Regions from separate parts of the Mus musculus genome. Here region 1 is linked to region 2. The links are chromatin contacts, called in public HiChIP or PLAC-seq maps. All regions are on one chromosome and are shown on one strand. The core of a region is the stretch at or near the end of the contact, and the rest is flanking DNA. Distances in the headings are between cores, read along the strand shown.

Region 1 (4,931 bases), core at 732-3,231, 87 kb after region 2:
TATTGCTTTTAGAAGCCTAAAGACAAGTTTTAACAATACATGATAAACATGGTTTTTTTTTTCCTCTTTAATTTGTCTATTTCATGTATAGGATTGCTGTTTTCATGCACACCAGAAGAGGGCACCAGATCTCATTACAGATGGTTATGAGCGACCATGTGGGTGCTGAGAATTGAACTCAGGACCTCTGGAAAAACATCCAGTGCTCTTAACCGCTGAGCCATCTCTCCAGCCCCTTGTTTTAATGTTTCCATACTGGGGATGTAACTTAGCAGAGACGCCAGGATTGATCTCCAGCACTGGGAGGAGAAATTACATAATTTCCTTAATGCCTAAGACTTTGAAATTATGACTTGCCAAAATTATCTTCCTAACCATCAGAAATACCTAGGTATTTTGAAACTGTGAGGCAGAGTGTTCTTGGGGCAAGAAAACTGGGGTTAAGCTGTTTAAACTTTTCTTCCCTGCATGCAGGAATGAACCCTGGCACTGTGCTTGGTTGGAAACTGAGTGCTCTATGTGAAGTTTCTGACGTGAATGGTTGATTGTGATACTTCTCACGGGACCTGTTTCCCCCTTTGTTCTGTTGTTTAAAAACACCGATTTCATGTAACTGTGGCTCAGAACAGCAAGCACAAAAGGAAATGTAGAGAGGCGAAGCCTCCAGGAAGAGGTCCTACTCCCCACATAATGAATGTCCCTCACACTGAAGCCCTTGCTCTCTCTTCCTCTAATATTTTATTTTGAATTTTTTTGTATTATGAAAAATTTTTAATTTATATACGGTAAAGTTCAAAGAATAATGAAGTCTAATTAATTACCCTGTGCATAACATTTTGCCACATACACTTATTTATATATGTATGCATGCATGTGTATGGATTTAAACTATTTGAAAGTAAGTTAAAAATACCACAAAATGTTCTTCTCAAACCATTCCGAATATTTCGTCTATGAGTAAAATGACGATTTTTTGCATTTTATTCCTTCTTTGAGAATTTCATACAAAGTATTTTGACCATATCACCCCCTCACTGCTCCTGGGGCCCCTCCCAGATCAGCCCTGAGCTATTATTTTAAAGTACATTTTCATGTGTTTACGAAGAGATTTTTATCCCGTTGTTTTCTGCCTTGTATAACCTTCCGTCTATGCCATTACGTAAACTTAACGCAAGCTAACCGCCAGCTCAGGGGAAGAGTGTTCCTGGTGGAAGTCAAATTCTTCATTCACAAAGGAATCTCTCCATTCCTGCACCATCCCTGTGAGCTGGCTTTCCACACCATGGGCACAGCAGGGCGTGGTGTGAGCAGGGCATGGTGCAAGATGACCATTGCCATAAGTTTGGTATAGAGGTTTTTTTCCTCATTGAGCCGCAATATCAAACGTTGTTCTGTCTTATATGCTGGGGCTGGCATCACTAAGAGCACTGGCAAGCAGGAGTGGGGCTCTGTTGCTCAGGGACTCAGAAGAGGGGAAACAAAAGCACCTGTTGTTTGGTTCTTGTAATGACCTTAGAAGTGGCCAGTTGGCTGCAGCCCCCAACTCCTCCTTAGGCTCTTCCCAACACTGCGCCTCATACATCCTTACTGGATGTAAAAGGAGAAGAATTGAGGAGAAGATCAATAAATTTAAAAGCTCTTTAAGGAAAGACATAATGAATTTGGTACAGCACATATTTTTAGATCAAAGATGCCTTTGAAGTGGCAAAGCCCTGACCCTCGGGAAGCGCTTCCTCTCTCGCCCACAGTGCTTGTCGTCAAATAAAATGGAAGTTAAGGAAATTATCTTTATCTGAAAATGGCCAAAAGAAGCCATCACCTAGTGACAGCCTTGTCACAAGCGACAATTGGGGAAATTGTCAGGAAGGGAAGGCCTAACAAGCAGAGGAGAGGGCTCGCTGTTTGCACTAATCTGGCCATGCAGCCCCCCACACACAATCCCAGTCAGCTTGCTGTGTGAAACAGCTAAGGCTTTGTCAGCGCTAACAGGGAGTGGAGAGTGCGTTCTTTCATGAATATGTATCACCGTCCTTCTGTGTCCACAGACAAACCCTTCACAACTTTGATAAACACACACACACACACACACACACACACACACACCATTTCTAACCAACAAAAAGCCAAGGGATTCTAAGCCCCTCAGTCAAGTGCAGCGAAATGATCATAGCTGATGAAAGCTCACGCATTAGAAATGAAGCCAGGGGCAGCGGGCGCCATGTGTTGGCTGGCTCCATATTTCCCAGGCATTGCTAGGAAATCTTCAGGGGGTTTTCAATCTCCGAGAGCCATGTGCACGTTCGCAAAGATGATGTACGTGGCTACGTGTGGCTTGTAGTCACATCCTGGCAATGAATTCGCCGACTAGGTCCTGAAACTGAAATACCAAGTTGAAAGAAACTGATGTGTCTTCAGGCAAGCACGTAGCCACCACCTCTAAGAAGCTGCAAATCTCTAATCTGAAGGAGCAGAGACACTTCCCAACTCTAAGCAGGGGAACACTGGCCAGGGGAAAAAAATTCTAAACAGAAGTTGGAGAATGTGGTCTCCGTTAGTTAGCCTTTGTGTTCCTAATTTTTTTCTTTAAAAAAAAAAAAAAATTCCATGTTATAGCTATTACTTTCTGCAAGGATAAATATTTCACATTCAACTCTGTGGGCAGGTAGACGTAGTTATTTTTGGAGTGACTGTCTATAAACAGGCTTTGATTTTCAGCTTACACTGGAATTGAATTTGTCTTAAATATGACTGTACATATAATTATCTCCATCTTTTATCTAAGCAGATAAATAAGGGAGGAAAACTAGTCCTTCTGATATGATAAAGTTTGGTTTCCCACTGTGGGAGGGACAAAGCTGAGTTCGGAGGGGATTTCATATTACGAAATGTTTGCCTTACACATTACCATCTCATTAGCATATTCGGCTCTACGTGAAATCCAGCTCTGAATGGTCTCAGCACGCTGGGCTAATCCTCTTTAAAGAGCTACAGGCGATATTACATGTGGCCACAGCAGCAGCCATGCCTTTCCTGCCTCACTTTGAAGACCATGAACAGAGTCCTCTTGTGCGGCTGTCTGTACGGCCCTCCTAAACCGCTGCTTTCTGTGCTGTGAGACCCTTCTGTTTGCTTCAAGGAGAATTACGAGGCTGAAATCCACGCCCCATTCTGAAGGCTGCACAGCACTTGAAGGGGAGATATTATGCTGCCTTCACTTTCTCCTAAGTGTCCATCCACACTCTTTTCAACTAAGATTAAAATGAACTAGATCCAAGTATTTTGGGTCCTTTGATTAGGATCAAGTGCTAACCACATCTTCTAACCAGGGAATCTGTTCCTGAATAAGGAGGAGAGGCAGGCTTAGTGATGTCACCGGCCTCTCTCCCTGGACTTTACTGGATAGCATTAAACTTTTATGCAGTTTGTAGGTAGCTCATTTTCCCACAAGGCAGCTGAGCTGACAACAGCCAGGTAAGCAGTAGATAGATAATTCAGGGATCAGAAGCCAACAAACAAAACAAATGAGAAATTGTACAACGTTGCAGAAAAAACACGGTTTTGTTGTTGTTTGCTTGTTTGTTCCTTGAGATGAAAGCAAAGAAAGAAGGCTACTAAGATGGATGAGCAAAGGTGTTTGCTGCCAAACCTGAGGACCAGAGGAGAAGGGGAAATCAGATTCTCACAAGATGTCCTCTGACCTCCACATGAGGAAACCCACACACACACACACATCATACACATCCCTCATATATACATACACATACCACACACAACCACACACCATACACATCCCTCATACACATCCCTCATATATACATACACATACCACACACACACACATCACACACACACACACATACTACATACCTTACATACACACACACAAACATCTACACACACACACACACCACACACATATCATACACACCACACACACACTTCACATACTCACACCATATATACTATACACACACACAACATACACATCCCTCATATACACATACATGCACCATGTACACATACACACCATACACTACACACACACACAAACACACACACACAAACACACACACACACACTACACACATATCTTACATACACATACTACATGCATAACTTCCCATAACACCACATACATATACATACACACATACATACATTACACCACACACACACAGAAATTTACATGATGCTCCCTTAATATTTAGACTGTACAAGAACAAGACAGTCCTATATCACAAATAAGCCTGGCCATGTTTTCCTTATTTTTGATAACTAACATAAATATATAACTGGTTATAAAATTATTGGTTTGCAGTTTTGAAAATTACTGTGTAAAAATTGATACCCAAGGTCTGCTATACTAATCACACAATTTTCCTTAAAGTCCACCCCGTAATTTCTATGAGTGCAACAGAAGTGACCCTTTGATTTCCATGCCAAATGGTGCAATTGATTATAAACTCCTAACCCTCGTCATCACATTTGCCTCTAGGCCCAGGAAACTCAGAACTAGATTTTGTGCTCAGTTCCAAGCACTTCTCACGTGGACAGCCTTATATAAAACATTTGGCTCTGGCTCTTCATCCTTCCCCATCGCTCAGTACTGAACACATCTGTGTCTTCCAGAGAGAAAAATTTCAAGTATTTTTAAAAGTGCATGAAGCTTGCCGGGTGGCGGTAGCAGTCACATTGAATCCCAGCACTCAGGGGGCAGAGGCAGGCTGATCTCTGAGTTTGAGGCCAGCCTGGTCTACAGCAGACCTCAGTTCTAGGAGAGCCAGGGCATGCACACACTCACACACATGCACACACATCTCGAGAAAACAAACAAACCAAAAGCACATGCAACTTCAAGCACATTGTTTTCAATAGTATACTGAATATGGCCGTGTGCATTATAAGTACCATGGATCACAGGAAAGCAGTCG
Region 2 (5,003 bases), core at 1,032-3,531:
TATGTAGACCAGCAGACCTTGAACTCCGAGATCCCCTGCCTCTGCTCCTGAGTGCTGGAGTCAAAGGTGTGAGCCCAGCTTTAATCAAACTTTTAAAAACATGAATGACAACGTCTTTTGATGCCTTGGGCAATTTAGAATTGTCTGTCCCTGGACATCAGCTGTAATTTAGCCACTGTAGAAAAAAAAAAACATTGTTTATCTAAATAGGTTGGGTCTTAAACAACAGTCTTTCTGATCACCTGTGTATCCCCTCTCTGCTTGTGAGCCAAGAGTGGAGTGCAGTAAAAGCGACACCCGCAGAGCTCTACAGACTGCAGAGTAAGTCAACCCTGTGCATAGCTGTGTCTAAAGATGCTTAGGAAGAACTTTTCATTGATTCAACGTATTCTAGCTCAGCCAGAGATGAGGGGCACTTAAGTGTGCAGGGAAGACAGAATCTCAGGTCTCTCCCAGAGCCCATGCTGCCAGTGGCTGAACTGTGCAGCTCTGACCATCCCACACTATATTAGTTCATCCTCAGTGGCACTTGTCTGTACATCCTAAGCGTTTGCAACTTCTTTTTAGCAGACAAATATAGTTACGAGTCTTTCTTTCACAAGCTTCTAGACTTTACTGTTCTGAGCTTTTAAGCATCCCCATTGGCAGATCTTGCTAACTTGTCTAGGATGACTCTGAGGCTGGCCCTCTGATGCTTGTGTGGCGGTCCAGCCTAGCTCTCTGCATGGATATGCCCTGGAGGCCGGGGAAGGATACAGCTGGCCAGAGGCTCCTGGCCCTCCTCTTCCATCCTCTCTGGTGCAGGTGGCTCACGGACTGCTGTCCAGCCCAAGGGAACACAGCCCTCGATCCAGGTGCTCAGCCCAGAGAGAATGTTCCCTATTGAAATCACGTTGGGAACATGGCCTCTCAAAGCCAGTCGCTGTGTGTTCCTCTGTTATGTGAAAAAGACCATGGCGAATGTCTAACAAAAGTGTTTAAACAGCCCCTTTCATTTTTGGTGATTTGTGTAGGAGAAGAGTTTAAATCTTATGACTGTCTTTAACAGAGAAAAATCTATGAAGTCCAAGGCTGACTCTTAATCATACAGTATACTTAAACACACGCTCATTTAAAGTACTTTGTATGAGACTCTACCCTGTACATATTTTTACATTATAGGGAATAAAACTTAGGTGAAAATCACAAATTAGGATATTCTTTGACTAAAATCCCTATGAAAATAAAAACTAAACTTTAAAACCATAATAATGAAGAAATTTTTAGTGGTGTTGCCTAAAATAATGGAACCAAAAGAAGACACAGAATTCTTTTTAATCAGTGTTATTTCTGGTAAGACTCAAATTAAACTTGAGAAAACTTTTTAGTTAAAAATGTTTTTTTCTTTTGGAAAGAAAAGGCCTCTTCTTGCACTGTGAACTTTAACTGATACAATTATTTCTTGTGCCACAAAACACTCTGATACTTAACATTTTCCCTAAGAACAAGAGTAACTGTTACATACTTGATTATGTAAAAGTAATAACTTTGTGTAACTCAGTTATTTGCCTCTGCCTTGGGAAATAAAGGCTATCGCTTGTGTTTCACTGTGAACTCAGGTCTATAAGCGATTTGTAGAAAATGTGATTAGTGAGCGACGAGGACAATAGAACAGCAGCCTTGATCACTGGACACTGTGTGCCTGACAGATCTGCAACTTCCTCACATGAAGTCCACCGCCCGGGGGCCAACGGCTGCTCATTTATTTCACCAAATTTAAATCAATCGGGGGGAGGGGGAGGCAATCAGACAATAAATTGTGTGGTCCATCTCTGGTAATCAAGTTGGCATCTTCAACAGCAAGACTTGTACAAAGATTTCACAGCTCCCCCTTTCAAGCTGGGTTTCTCTTTGTGCTAGCCCACGCAGAGAATAAAAGTGGTCCTTCACTGTAAAATTATGTTTTTTTTTTCCTTCTCTGTTTTCTTAGCGCATTCTCTGCCTTACCACCTAGTAGTCGAGCCCAGGGTCTCCGGCTTCTGGGAAGCTGCCACCTCACTGCTTGAGGGGGATTCTTTTGTCTGGGCTCTGGAACAAGATAACCGACTTAATCTTCCTAGTAACACGTGAGTCGCCATGTATCATTTTAATCTGTAAAACACTGGGGCTGAGTAGTGTCACATGCTGATTTTACTTTTCTATGAGAAAGTGACTCCCTGGCTCAATGATGGATTGCTTGTTCCCTTTAAACAACAGTCAAGATGGTGAATGCCCCGGGGTGACAGACAAGAGCCTGCAGTGGGAACCGGGGCAAAGCCGATGGCCCGGTTCAAGTTCACCTGACAAAGCTGGGGCGGTCTGCAGACAGCATTCGACAGAGGATTATTCACACTTGTATTATATTTCTGAATGCATTTTCTTTCCCGTGCAGCTGCAGAGCTCCAACACACTGGAGGCTTATGCACCATAATAAAGAGATTTCTTTTCTCTCTCATTCTCTCGTTGCTTACACGTTACACCTAGTTTCTACGGAACCGTTCAGGCCGGGGACGTCTGTGTATCCAGATAATACAGAACAAACGTGTTTTCAGAACGACAGCCCCGTTAAAGCCAGTGATGCTAAAGTCAGTAATGCTAGCCTGATGTTTCTGGTCTCAGAAGCAATCAAGATGAATTCTTCTTAAGTTGAACTTAATTCCTGGGACTCAGCTTTTTAAAAGAAAATTCCGCATATTCAAAAAATGAGAGCGTAAAATCAAATTTAGTTCACATTGGAAAAAATGATAATGGAGCATTCTGAAGACTTCCTTGGATTCTCAGTGTCTCTCTGATGGTAAAGGATGGGGAAGGAGGTTGGAAAGCATCTACCACTCTAGCAAACTAGGTTTCTGTATAAACTAAAGGTTGGATTGAGGATATTTGAATTTTCACTTTGTTTTACCACCTGGCTACAGAGTTATTTTCTGAAGCCCACTGTCCCACTTTCTGATTGCTTCTTGCCTTTGTAGCAAGAGGAGGGAGCAGTAGGCACTGAACATGAGAGCTGCCTAGAATCACCACCAGGCCCCTCCTTTATTAAGTTTTTTAAGCAATATAAGCTTCGGGCCCAGTACAGCCTGGCAAGACATTCAGCCATGTCCCTAAGGCCCCAAGTGATCCCATCCTGTCCCTTTTCCTTCCCCGTACTGGTCCAGGCTGTGTCTGTATGAACAACACAATGTAGAGGTGACGGTGTAACTTCTGGGGTGAGGTGTTACATGTGCTATGGTTTCTGTCTATCTGGCCTGGTATTTCTCACTCAGCCTGAAGCAAACTGTCAGGTCCTGTGGAGGAGGAAGGGGAGGGGAAGGAGGAAGAGGAGGAGGAGGAGGAGGAGGAGGAGGAGGAGGAGGAGGAGGAGGAGGAGGAGGAGGAGGAGGAGGAACCAAGGCCTCTGACCCACTCTGTCAGCAATGGCTGTGTGAGACAATAGATGCAGATTTTCCAGGCCTAGCCAAGCTCCCTGGTGACTACAGCCCCACTGACATTCGACCATGGCCTATCAGACCCCTCTAGTCTGAACTACTTCCTAAGGCAACCCCGACTTCCAATCTATGCAAACGACAAGGTAGTTAACAAATGCAGTTTGGTTGCCTTTCTCATTTGAAAATATTATTTGTGTTAGTCGTAGTATTAGACAAATAACAGAAAGACATTTAGAATTCACCTGCAGTATGGATAATATGGTCCAATCTTATATTCGCGTTGATATTGGCTGAACAGCGGTGACTATTCAGTTATTATTGGAGCATAAAGTAGGCTTGCATAGGTTGTGATAGGGTTCTTAGGGAAGACGTTTTACTCCAGAAAGTTTTGTTCTTCTCCCTGTCATTGCTTTTGTGTTGTAAGAATACACAAAAGAAAGATACAGATAGCCATGCTAATTAAGCCAATTAAGAGTATGTGAGTCATTTCCTAGTTGGTGACCAAGAATGGGCTCTTGCATCAGGGTCTCTTGGGGATGAAGCTCAGAGATACAGTGTTTTTAAAGCCGAGCTCACAAACAGCATCACTCCCATCAAAGTTGGATGAGGGTCTTAACTCTGGCAGGTCACAGAAATGACTTCAGACATTCCACGGCAATTACTTTTGTTTCATACCTTCCTTCTTCAGTTAGTCTACATTCACTAGTTTGGTTGATACATCAGGATCATGGCCAAAGTGACGGGAATGTCAAGTGTGTTGTCAAGGCAAGGCAGGTACGACTGTCTGAGGCAGAGGGCTAAGGAGAGTGTCTAAGCAAACACGAAATGGAGTCAGAATAAGATGGCCGTTACCTTAGTCACTTCATTGTGACTTTCCTGGGAAGATGTAGACAGATGTCTGTTCACCCCTAGACATAGCACTGGCAACCAAGAAAAGCAATTACCCGACTCAAATCTAGCTTAGTGTGAGTTTACTGGAGTTACTTACAGCATGGGTGACTCAAAGCCAGCTACTGCCACCAAAAAGCCCACGCCAGCATGAGTGATGGCTGTATCCTTAGAGCTAGCTCCTGGAGAGCTTTTTCAATCTGGTCAAAGATTAAAATTGCTCCAGCAATTTTAAATGCCTCTGTAACCCTGGGAAGGAGGCCTTGTGAATATTTATGTTTTAAAACTTTGGAAGACTGTATGTTTGTTTACTTTCTGAGCCTTTCATATGGAGACATGACAAATTGGTCTGAGTTATGCTTATTTTGCTTAACATTTTCCTGCAATGACATACTTACATGGTTGTGTGTGTGTGTGTCTCTGCTGGGAGCCAGTCTGACCCAAGACTTTCTCCAAGGCCACAATAAAAGGACAAAAGGAGCTTTAGTTCTGTGTCCTTGTCCGTGAGTGGACAGGCCACTCTAGAAGGTGCTTAGAAGATGGCCATGCTGAGAGCAGTGTAGACTGTGGACGTCCAGCTCATGAGGTTTCAGCATAAAACAATATTAGCAACTTCTTTAGAAATGGTTCCTGTGATATGTCATCAAAGAATCTGACTGCTTTCTTTCTCTT

What was found. HiChIP or PLAC-seq counts read pairs in DNA pulled down with a chosen protein or histone mark.
Region 1: a contact with region 2 is called in an H3K4me3 HiChIP or PLAC-seq map of embryonic forebrain, with 3 times the contacts expected there. The contact joins two enhancer-like sites. A contact is called at or near these places in 7 of 484 Hi-C or Micro-C datasets (CD8 T cells, the G1E-ER4 cell line, bone marrow-derived macrophages and 4 more), 7 of 115 datasets of contacts at active chromatin or transcription factors (craniofacial prominence, embryonic basal ganglia, embryonic forebrain and 4 more) and 3 of 9 other capture datasets (adipose tissue, liver and pancreatic islet).

The regions. Positions count from the first base shown.
Region 1 is chr3:127,747,365-127,752,295 of GRCm38.p6, forward strand. The region is part of intron 1 of Alpk1 (alpha-kinase 1); the gene reads right to left. Among named protein-coding and RNA genes, the nearest start is that of Alpk1, 31 kb to the right of the region's middle. Within about 2 kb of position 1,982, at least 23 of the 459 cell types and tissues checked have an H3K27ac peak or open chromatin away from gene starts, as enhancers often do. A contact at or near this core is called in embryonic forebrain, where this site is marked.
Region 2 is chr3:127,660,115-127,665,117 of GRCm38.p6, forward strand. No RefSeq gene overlaps it. Among named protein-coding and RNA genes, the nearest start is that of Neurog2, 29 kb to the left of the region's middle. Within about 2 kb of position 2,282, at least 3 of the 459 cell types and tissues checked have an H3K27ac peak or open chromatin away from gene starts, as enhancers often do. A contact at or near this core is called in embryonic forebrain, where this site is marked.